Regions from separate parts of the Sus scrofa genome. Here all the other regions are linked to region 1. Evidence: chromatin contacts called from public Hi-C and HiChIP or PLAC-seq data. All regions are on one chromosome and are shown on one strand. Each heading gives the region's core, a stretch centred on a gene start, on an enhancer-like site or on the middle of the called end of the contact. The rest is flanking DNA. Distances are from core to core; before and after follow the strand shown. Region 1 holds the start of SPATA20 (spermatogenesis associated 20). Region 2 holds the start of XYLT2 (xylosyltransferase 2). Region 3 overlaps ABCC3 (canalicular multispecific organic anion transporter 2).

Region 1 (3,463 bases), core at 701-3,200:
GAGAGCCATCCTGCGTGAGCCGATGGCTGAGCCAGTAGGAGAACAGGAAGCTCAGGATCACTGCAGACGCCCAGAGAGAGCACGCGGGTGAGAGCATGGAGAGCATGGGGCAGCGAGCAGGGCGATGAGGCCTGTGGCTGGGCTGCCGCTAGGGGTTTGCTCAACAGGCAGTCTTTCTGGACAGGCGGAGGGTCCGCAGGTCCCTGACCGGTCCACCCAGAGGACAGAGGACTGCTATCTAGGTCAGCCATCAGAGGATCCCTGCTAAGACCAAAGTCAGGTCTTCACTCCGATAGCTACCGACACACAGGCTGGGGGTCAGGAGGTCCCAGGCCAGGCAGGAGAGTGCGAGGTTGACAACCAAGACAGGGGTCAGGAGAGCACCGACTTGGGTGGGTCTCGAAAGCCCAGGCCGGGGCTGGCGTGGGCGCAGGGCGAGGGGCACTGACCCGGCGTGGGGAACTTGGGGGCCTCGGCGAAGCCGCCATACTCCTCATCATAGCCCTCGTCCAGCTGTTGAAAGCAGCGGCTGTTCATGGTGGCAGCGGAGGGTGGCAGCTGGCGGTCACCCATGCTGATCTCCGACCGGGCCAGCAGAGCTGTGGTGACACGCTGGCTGTTTTCCAGCAGGGTTTTCTTGTTCTGTTTCCACTGCGGGAGGGTGGAGGGCACACCTGGAGGTCAGCACCGGGTGGGGACCCCTGGCTCCCTCCCCCCCGATCATCACCCCCACCCCCACTCCGCTGTGCCCACCTGCTCCCGAATCCTCAACAACACGGTGCGGAAGCCGACTCGGGTCAAGCCATCCTCAGGGGGGAAATAGGTGCCCCCCACAAAGGGCTGTAGGTTGGGAGTCAACCACACACTCATGGGCCAGCCCCCACCACTGCTGGTGGCCTGGCAGAGAGAGGGCAAGAGTGAGGGGGGCGGCACCGTGGGCCCGGGCCACCCCCCTCCAGGGGAAGACCACGCACCTGCACGAAGGTCATGTACACCTTGTCCACATCTGGCCGCTCCTCCCGGTCCACCTTCACGCTGACAAAGTCCTCACTGAGCAGGCGGCCAATCTCCTCATTCTGGAAGGACTCCTCCTCCATCATGTGGCACCAGTGGCAGGTGGAGTATCCCACTGGAATGGGGCCATGGGGGCGGGGGAGGGGGGGCCAGTGATGGGCACAGGAGGGCCAGCCAAGCGCCCCCCCCCTCGCTGGGCTGAAGACACCCTGACCTCTAGTTTCCTGGGAGGCCCCCAGGCCCAGAAGACCCTTCCCCTACCCCCCATCCATCACTACTTCCCACCGCCCATCGCAGGGAAGGGGGGTACAGTACCTGAAAGGAAAATTGGCTTGTTTTCTTTCCTGGCCTTGTCAAAGGCTTCCTGTCCCCAGGGGTACCTGGGCCCGACAGGGTGGGGCATCACTCACTAGCCTGGGCCGAGGGGGGGGGGAGGGAGGGGCGGGCGGGATAGGAGGGGCTGAGGGTCCAGCTGCCCCGGGAGGCCTCAGGAGAGGGACTCACCAGTCCACAGGGTTGTAGGCATGCTGCAGGAGATACGGTGACTTCTCATTGATCAGGCGGTTGGGGGTCTTCTGGGGCGCGGACTGGGAGCAGTTGGTCCTGCTCCCTTTCCCTCCGGCAGGCATGGGCACTGAACTGCTGACTGTCACGCTGCGGTCCTTGTCCCGGGGGGAGCTACCCCTGGCACGAGCAGGTGGGTCAGGCTCAGAGGTTCCCCCCAACCTCCCCCTACACCTACCCCAGAGCCCCGTCCCACCCCACCTTGCCCTCTGGCATCCCTCCTGGAAGCTCCAGCTCCCAGCCCAACCCACCTTTCTGAACCACGGGGGAGACCGTGGCCTTTGTGCTCCCCCTTGTGTTTTGGGGGGGGTGAAGAAAGGTGGCTCATTGGGGGCTCCCTGCCAGGTTCGTCTCCCCCAAACTCTCAGACCTGGTGGTGGGAAGGGTGATGGCTGTGAGGTCAGGGCGGGTCACAATGGGCAGAACGGTCCTTCTGGCTCCATTCTCTCCCCCTAAGTGGGCCCCGCCCCAGGTGGCCGTGCTGGACGGGTCTCTCTGGAATGCCCGGGTGTGTGTGTCTGGGCAGGAAGGCTGCCCACTGCTGGGTCTGGGACTGCACCGGGTGAGGGGCAAGCAGAAGAAAATTGACACCCAGGACTTCCTCACTCAACATCCACCAACAGGGCACTTCCAGGGGGCCAGGTCCTGTGCCAGACCCTCACGACCCCCAAAGACTCAGAAATTGATTTCAAGGGGCTCAGCCTGGGCAGGTGGCACTGTGGGGCAGACCGAAATAATGACAGAGCCCCGCAGCAATGAGGACTGTGACAGGCCAGCCCAGCAGGGTGTTGTTGGACAAAGACCCTTGACCCAGCATCAGGGTTCAAGGAAGGCTTCCTGGAGGTGGTGTCAGAACAGAGTCCCCGCAGCTGGCGGGGAGGACAGGAGGGCGTTAATGCCCTGGGCCAGGTGGCAGGACAGGGCTTGAGGGTGGGGAGAATGCAGGCATGAAGGGGTTGGCCGGGCAGGCGCTGGGGACCAAAGTGGGACGACTGGCCCAAGGGCACCCCTCGCCCGCCCGTACCTGAGGCTCGCGACGAGGCCCGGCCCGGCGCGGGGCAGCAGGAGGCCGCGGCACCGCCAGGCCCGCGCGCCCAGCATGGCTGCTGACGGCCGTGGGCTGGGACGCCGCGGACAGGAAAGGCGAGCGGGACGGAGGCTGCGAGGGGCGGGCCCGGGCACGGACTCAGCCGCTGCGCGTCTTCGCCAAAACAGCGGGCCGCGTGGCTGGTCTCCGAGCGCCGCTCGGTGGCCGGTCGCGGGACTGCAGGCCGGATAGCCCGGGTTTGGGAGGAGGTCTGTGCCCAGAACGGGGGCGCCCTGGGCTGGACCTCAAACAGCAGCCTGCGCTGGGATAACCCTCCTGAGGAGAACTGGAGGGCTGTGAGGATGCCAGGGCTGTGGAACACCAGAGCCTCTGGTCATTTTGTCTAACCTTGCCTGTTTTTTTGTTTTTTGTTTTTTGTTTGTTTTGTCTTTTTGCCATTTCTTGGGCTGCTCCCACGGCATATGGAGGTTCCCAGGCTAGGGGTCTAATCGGAGCCGTAGCTGCCAGCCTACGCCACAGCCACAACAACACGGGATCCGAGCCATGTCTGCACCCTACACCACAGCTCACAGCAACGCCGCATCCTTAACCCACTGAACAAGGCCAGGGATGGAACCCACAATCTCATGGTTCCTAGTTGGATTCATTAACCACTGAGCCACAACGGGAACTCCAAACTACAAGTTCACTTTTTTTTTTCCCTTGCCTGTTTTATAAATGAGAAATGAAGCAAGAGGCAAAGCTGTGGCTTGTCCAGGTGCTCCAGGCCAGTCAGCTTCCCCCTTGTTCTGCCTCTCCACCTCAACGTCCTGCTCAAATCCCACCTCCTCCAGGAAG
Region 2 (3,463 bases), core at 287-2,786, 190 kb after region 1:
CTTCCCCTTCCTCCTAATCACCCAACCACAGCTCACTCCTTTCAGATGTCAGAGTCAGCCTCCCCCACCCCCCACCCTCGGCTCCCTTTGGAGCTGGGGTCTCGTGTGACACTGTCCCAGCTCCCCTCACCATCCCAGTCTCTTGGTTCTTCCAAAAAGGCAAAGGCAGCTCCCAGTGTCCACCCCAGGCCTTCCAGTCCGCCCAGATGCAGGAAGGGGAAGCGGACATCAGGGCTCCTCTGGCCTTCACCTGTCCAGGTGGAGGGGCCCGAAAGGACACGGCCAGCAGAGGGTCTGACACAGAGCTCTACAGGCACCAGAACCAAGGCATGAGGGCAGAGAAGGCCTGCCCTCTGGCCCAAAGCTTAGGGCCAGAGTTTGGCCTATCCTCCCCCATCCTCCAAGGTGGTCCCAGACCCCACTGGACCCTCCGACCATGTTAGGGAAGACAGGTCTGGACCTCCAGCTGAAATCACAACAGCCAAGAGTGAGTGAGACCCTCCGGGCAAGGGCCTAGGGACTCAGCAGGACAGGGTTTGCCCCTGCCCCAGGCCTGGGGCTCTGCTAAACCAGCTACTGCTGTCACCCTTCGAGGGGCAGCCCCCAATTCCTAATGTCCTGAGGCCATCTCACCAGCTCAAGCCCTCTGCCAGCCTCTCCTGGAGACCCAGCAGGTTCCTCAGATCCCAGGCTGAAGAAGCCACGCCTCAGGGACACTCCAATTCTCTCCCCTGGGGTCACTGCCTGCCTCTTCCCTCAGTTGTCAGAGTTCCACACCCAAGCTCTACTTCCTCACTGGCCAGTGCCCCTCAGGCGTGGCTGGGCATGGATTCCTGGGGTCCCTCCGCCCCATTCCTCTGCCCATGGCGCGCAAACCCCCGCCCCCTCCCAACTTCAGAAAGTTTGGCCTGGGGCTCCCCATCTCCCGAGCAGGCTCGGACCCGGACCCGCCTCCCCGCCCCACTCTCCGCCACTAGCGCCTGACCTTCATTGCTCCCCTGGCTGGAGACCACCCCACTAACACCTGCTCCGCTCTTCCTGGGCCCCTGTCCCCCGCGGCCCGGGCCTTCGGGTCCCGCACCGCCCCCACGCACAGGGCCCTGGGCCCTCCTGGGAAGGGAGCGCCAGGGGTCTGAAGTCCTGCTCCAGGCGGCCGCTCTCGTGCGAGACGCAGTCGGCCGGTGCCCCACTTCCCGGCCGGGGCCGCCTGCAGCCCCTCCAGGACCCCGCGCGCCCCCGCGCCGGGCCTGCCCGCCTGCCCGCCCGGCCATCGGAGCACCTCGCCCGGCTCGTCGTCCTCCAGGACGCTGAAGCTCCACACCACCAGGCCCTGTAGCAGCAAAATGGCCAGCGCCGTGGCTATTGCCAGCTTGTAGCGCCGAACCAGCTTCTGCACCCGCGCGCTCGCCACCATCTTCCTGCCCCGGACGCGGGGCGCGCGCCCAGCCCTGCAACCCGGCCGCGGGCGCGCGCACGGGCGCGGGCAGAACCGACTTGCCCCAAGGGAGGAGGGACTGGCGCGCGCTGGGGGCGGGGCCAGGGGCGGGGCCCGCGGGCCCGAAATGCCGCGCCCCTCAGGCCAGGGGCGGAGTCTGGGCCCGCGGAGCTGCCGGCCTCTGCTCCCTGGTGTTTGGGGCGGGGTACAGGCCTCCCTCTCCAGGTCTGCTTCCCGGGCGGTACCTTCCGCGTCTCGGTCCCTGCACCAGCTCCTACGTGTGTGGTCACCTCCTCCTGGAACAAGGGTGCGGATAAGTCTGCGGCCCGACCTCTCTCTGGCTAGCCGCCTGGTGTCGCTGGGGATGGGGGAGCTCAGCCCCGCGCAGATCAGCTCTCGCGCAGTCCTCGAATGCACAGAGAATGCTGGAGCTCCTAGAAGCGCTGAGTTGGGGGAGATTGAGTGCCACAGCCCATGCCTAAAAACCCTGGAGGCCGCACCTAAGGAACAAAGTCTAACTACTTTGACCGGCGTCTGAGGCCCTTCGCAAAGTCTTGCTTTCACTCTCCTCTAAGCACCCTCTGACCTGTACTGGAGCCGTGGTGGTTCTCTGTCAGATTCTGACGGGGTGCTGTCGGAATCACCCCCGAGGACTTGATAAAACAGATTGCTGTTCCCCATTCCCAGAGTTTCTGCTTTGGTAGGTCGGGAGTGGAAGCCGAGAATTCGAATTTTCAAGTTCCCAGGTGATGCTGAAGCTCCTAGTCTGGAACACACTTAGAGAATCACTAGACCTTCGCACGAGCTCTTTCCTGTGCCCAACACTTAGCAGCTGCCCCTCTGCTCCACTCCCCCTTCTCATTGGTGGTATTCTCCCCAAAGGCTTCCCTAGCACTGGGCAGTCGCGTACTGTTCATATACTCGGTTGCGATTTCTCTGGAATCATGCCTTCTTCACCTTTGAACCCTTAGCCCGGCAATGGACACCCAGCAATGCTCAATAAACGCTGCGAAAGAAAGAGCAAGTGCAGTCCAACTTTCCGTTTCATCAGCTCGCCCTACCATTTTTGGAAAATCTGACATGTTCAAGCACCGTGGAGACAAGGCCTGAACCCCTGGAACCCTCCCCCAAACCTGGCAGGTGCACTGAGAAAGGAAAGGGAAGAAGACGGACAGCAGCGCCCAGGGTAGCCAGGCGCAAGCTCTGTGAGCAGGAAGCAATAAAAAGAACAATGCCAAGACTGAAGATATGCAATGAAGACTTTAAGAATCACTACACAGAGGTCTGAAAAAAGAAACGGTTTAGGAGTTCCCATCGTGGCGAAGTGGAAACGAATCCGACTAGGAACCATGAGGTTGCAGGTTCGATCCCTGGCCTTGCTCGGTGGGTTAAGGATCTGGCGATGCCCTGAGCTGTGGTGGAGGTTGCAGACACGGCTCGGATCTGGCATTGCTGTGGCTGTGGTGTAGGCTGGTGGCTGCAACTCCTCTTAGACCCCTAACCTGGGAACCTCCATATACCGTGGGTGCCGCCCTAAAAAAGGACAAAAGACAAAAAAAATTTAAAGATTAAAAAAATTGTTTTTTAAAGTTTGAAAGCAATGATCAAAGGGTTTGGAAGTTGCCAGAAGATTAGCTTGGTGAGGGAATGCTAAACTGTAATAAGTACAGGAGATGCAGTTATTTGATGGCACTTAAATAAAACCTCCTTTAATCATCTCCTGTGCCTTTGGTATTTGTAATCATTCCATTCTTCAGCATTAGTTAAGTGAGAGGATCGTAAACAATGTTTCGGATGACAGTTTGGCTACTTAAAAGAACCTACACTTCAAGATTTTTGGAGCCATCAGTTGGCATGCCAGCAATTGATATGTTAATTAAATATCGATCTTTTGTGCTCATTAAATCAGGTCCCCTAGGGACTGTCTACCCGCCAATTCTCCCATGTACCCAACAATGAAAATAGCTTTATTTTCCACTGATTGTATAATATATACTCATTATATAACATTTCAAACATAGAAAAAAA
Region 3 (3,463 bases), core at 715-3,214, 140 kb before region 1:
TCTCATGTCTCTAAGGGGGCCAGCCTGGCAGGCCAGCACCAGCGTACTTCCATCAGGCTTCAAAGTCACCCAGCCCCTCCCCTTGTCCTCCTGCCCCACACCTTGACATTGAGCGCAATGAAGGAAGAGGTCACGTTCTTTCCTTTTGGCTGAATGGGCTGCCTCCCCAAGGAAGCCATAAGATTCCAAGAGCAAGGCTCCTCCCCTAATCCTTTCAGAAGCTGGTTCTAGGGAGAATCACAGTGAGCGGCTAGGGGGGAAATGAATATTTCCTAGGACTGCCTGTACTTTATTTTTTTTTAATTTCTCTATGTTTTTTTTGTTTGTTTGTTTGCTTTTTAGGACTGCATCTCCAGCATATGTTGGTTCCCAGGCTAGGGGTTCAACCGGAGCTACAGCTGCTGGCCTACAGCCTACAGCTTACAGCCCTGCGGGATCTGAGCCGCATCTGCAATCTACACCACAGCTCATGGCAACACCCAGATCTTTAACCCACTGAGCAAGGCCAGGGATCAAACCCGCATCCTCATGGATACTAGTCGGATTTGTTTCCTTGTCACCACAATGGGAACTCCCCCACCTACACTTTAAACGCTTGATTTCATTGACTGCTTTCAACAACCCCAACAGAGAGAGAGAGAAGTTCATGAAGGTTCTGCGAATGGCCCAAGGTCACAAACCAGTCAGCAGCAGAGCTGGGCCTGAGACTCCTCAGTTTTTCCACCACAAAACATCTGCTCCACATGGTGCCATCAGGGTCCCATCAAGGCAGGGACCCAAGCATCATGCACCTTTCCTCAGTGGCTTCCTAGTCTGTACACCCACCTCACAGGGTGGGGATGGGATTTGGCCCAATGGATCTGGATCCCCTCACCTCATAGCATTAATAAGAGGCTGGGAGAAAGTGGACTATGTCTAGGGAGCCCCAGCGTGCCCCCCCACATGTTGGTAACACCAAAGTGTCCCTTGGGTTTCAGAAAACATCACTGTGCCCCCGGTGCCCAGCTAACCCCCTCTGTTCTGCACTCCCCCCATACCCTAGACCATCCCACAAATGGTCCCATACCCACACAACCAGATGTCCTTCATCTGCCTGCCACCTCTCTATGGCCCGGGCCACCCCACCAGGTCCCCCCCGGGTGGTTCCCGTGCCCCACCTGGTGTAGTCCATGATGGTGTTGAGCCGATGCGCGATGGTCAGCACCGTGCAGGCCTCGAACTGGGTGCGGATGGTGGCCTGGATGAGGTCGTCCGTCTCCAGGTCGATGGCGGCTGTGGCCTCATCTAAAACCAGGATGCGGCTCTTACGAAGCAGGGCTCTGGCCAGGCACACGAGCTGCCGCTGGCCCACGCTGAGAATGGGAAAGGTAAGGCATCTCCAGCTGGGCGCCCCCAACCTGCCCCCAGGCCTCACTCCCCAATTGTTTCTGTCTCCACTCCTTCCCAGTGGCCCAGGGCTGGCTCTCGGTCTGACTTCTCCCATTTCTGCCTTAGCCCAGGACTCCTGGAACCCAGAGTTGAGGTCTGGACATCACAGGGATAATGAGGGGCCTTGGGGGCAGAGCCAGTACATAGCAACATTGTGAAATCCCCAGTCTGTCTCTGGCACCCCTGGCCTCCTCCTTCTGTGCCTTCTTCCCCGTCATCGCTCCTCAACTAGTGTCACTATGTTTCTCTGCTTCAATTAGTCATTTACACCTTAGTAAGAACACACGTAAATGACTCTTCCTGGATATTTTCGTGCCTCCCGCTATCTTGCTGAGCCTAATATCACACAATGCAGTCATCTCCCACCCCCATGGGGAATATAGGCCAGGGCTCTGTTGTGGGAACAAGGAAGGGACAGGGCAGAGGAGGACCTGAGGGACTCTTCGGTGTCTGGTCACTAGGCAGGTGGAGGAGGGGCGGGCTGCATACCTTTAACTTCCTGCCTTGGAAGCCAGAGCTCGAGAACAAAGTGAGGCTGTGTTCCCAACCACAGAGACGGCAGCACCCCCACACCCAAGGACAAATACCTTGGCCCTTCCCTAAGGGGTGAGTCACCGCAGCCGGAGCGAAGGCCAGGCTCTCTCCCCGGCCCATTCCCGCAACTAATGAAGGTTTTGGCAGCAGAACAAGCCGCCAGATAGAACTCAGGGCTGATTTATGGTGGGACTGGCACAGGACACAGGTTAGATTTAAAGTGGCTACAAGCACAGTGAGGGAGGAGGGGGGTGGATCCCTGTCTTGGGTCCTGGTATCTGCGGGGATGGAGGGGTGGCTCTGGGGGAACCGCTGATGGCAAACAGGGATAGGAGAAGGGACCAAAACCCAGCTATGGGGCACAGGGTCCGGAAGCCTAGGCGTGTCCATCAGCCACCACAACGGGGCTGCGTAAGTGCACATTCCGTCTTACAGGGCTGCCTGGGGAGGCAGGGGCGTCCCGCCAGTGTCTATGATGCAGCAAGGAAAGGTTCGGGGCAAAACCCCCCACTTCCCTGAGTCCTTGCCCCACCCCTTGCTAGCTGAGCAGCTTTGGGCAGATAACTTTATACTTTGGAGCCTCATTTCGGACTGCAGTAAAGATGAAAGGCGATAGTGGAGGCCAGCGTGCCTTGAACATTATTAAGGGCTGAGCAAATGTACAGGTTTTTGTTTTTGTTTTTGAGGTCTGGAGAGAGTCCACGGGTAGGGACTGAGCGGAATAATAAGAAGGGCTGAATTTCTCAGGAGTGTATCCAGGCTAAGGGTTTTCCACTTTATCACAGTGACCCTGAGACAGCTCTGTCCAAATGATAGCCACTGGCCACAAGTGGCTGCTGACCACTTGAAAGGTGGCGAGTCTGAATTGAGGTGTGCTGTAAGTGTGAAAATACACACGCAATTTCAAACTTAATAGGAAAAAAATGTAAGATATTTGTAATAATTTTATATCAGTGATATGTGGAAAAGATAATATTTTAGATATATGGAGCTAAATAAAATAAACGATTAAATTTTATTTCATCCATTTCTTTTGTTAATGTGGCTATTAGGAAAATTTTAATTACACACGTGACTCACATTATATCCTTATTGGGCAACATGGTCCTAAAAGTTATGGGAATGTTATTATCACCATTTGAGAGTGAAGGAAAAGAAGGCACAGAGAGGTTAAGCAACTTGCCCCAAATCACACAGCTAATACAGGTATAAGTATCTCAAGCCTTTGGACTCAGGAAGAAGTGACTCTGGCCCTCCCTGATACATGGCCCAGGGACTGGGGACGTAAAATCTGGGGCCATAATGAAGCAAAGAAAGGCCTACAGTGCTTACTTTGCTCAGTTCTAAACCACAGACAAGATTGCATCCACCTCAGGAAATATATAAGATTTCTCCAAAGCACAGTAGGTTTCTGCTTATCTTTTCCACAGGTTCAGTCCACACCCCCCTCCTCAGGCCAAGCACAGTACTGAACCTCACAAGAGAGGACCGAAGAGAGTTT

What was found. Hi-C and Micro-C count contacts between places; a contact is called where the count stands out from the background. HiChIP or PLAC-seq counts read pairs in DNA pulled down with a chosen protein or histone mark.
Region 2: a contact with region 1 is called in an H3K27ac HiChIP or PLAC-seq map of alveolar macrophages. The contact joins the promoter of XYLT2 here to the promoter of SPATA20 in region 1. A contact is called at or near these places in 1 of 47 Hi-C or Micro-C datasets (subcutaneous adipose tissue) and 1 of 2 datasets of contacts at active chromatin or transcription factors (alveolar macrophages).
Region 3: a Hi-C map of skeletal muscle shows a contact between it and region 1, with 4 times the contacts expected there. The contact joins the enhancer-like site here to the promoter of SPATA20 in region 1. A contact is called at or near these places in 2 of 5 promoter capture datasets (fetal skeletal muscle and liver), 21 of 47 Hi-C or Micro-C datasets (adipocytes, adipose tissue, alveolar macrophages and 13 more) and 2 of 2 datasets of contacts at active chromatin or transcription factors (alveolar macrophages and skeletal muscle).

What each region holds. Positions count from the first base shown.
Region 1 is chr12:26,827,973-26,831,435 of Sscrofa11.1, reverse strand. It overlaps SPATA20 (spermatogenesis associated 20), which reads right to left and starts at 1,950. Exons shown (of 16, transcript NM_001159313.1): 1 at 1,830-1,950; 2 at 1,519-1,698; 3 at 1,330-1,394; 4 at 975-1,129; 5 at 754-897; 6 at 450-651; 7 at 1-60. The coding sequence starts at 1,906.
Region 2 is chr12:26,638,875-26,642,337 of Sscrofa11.1, reverse strand. It overlaps XYLT2 (xylosyltransferase 2), which reads right to left and starts at 1,536. Exons shown (of 11, transcript XM_005668924.2): 1 at 1,280-1,536. The coding sequence starts at 1,414.
Region 3 is chr12:26,970,987-26,974,449 of Sscrofa11.1, reverse strand. It overlaps ABCC3 (canalicular multispecific organic anion transporter 2), which reads right to left. Exons shown (of 33, transcript XM_003131575.6): 32 at 1,158-1,352. Among named protein-coding and RNA genes, the nearest start is that of ANKRD40, 23 kb to the left of the region's middle. Within about 2 kb of position 1,964, at least 38 of the 83 cell types and tissues checked have an H3K27ac peak or open chromatin away from gene starts, as enhancers often do. A contact at or near this core is called in adipose tissue, epiblast stem cells, mesenteric adipose tissue and 3 more, where this site is marked.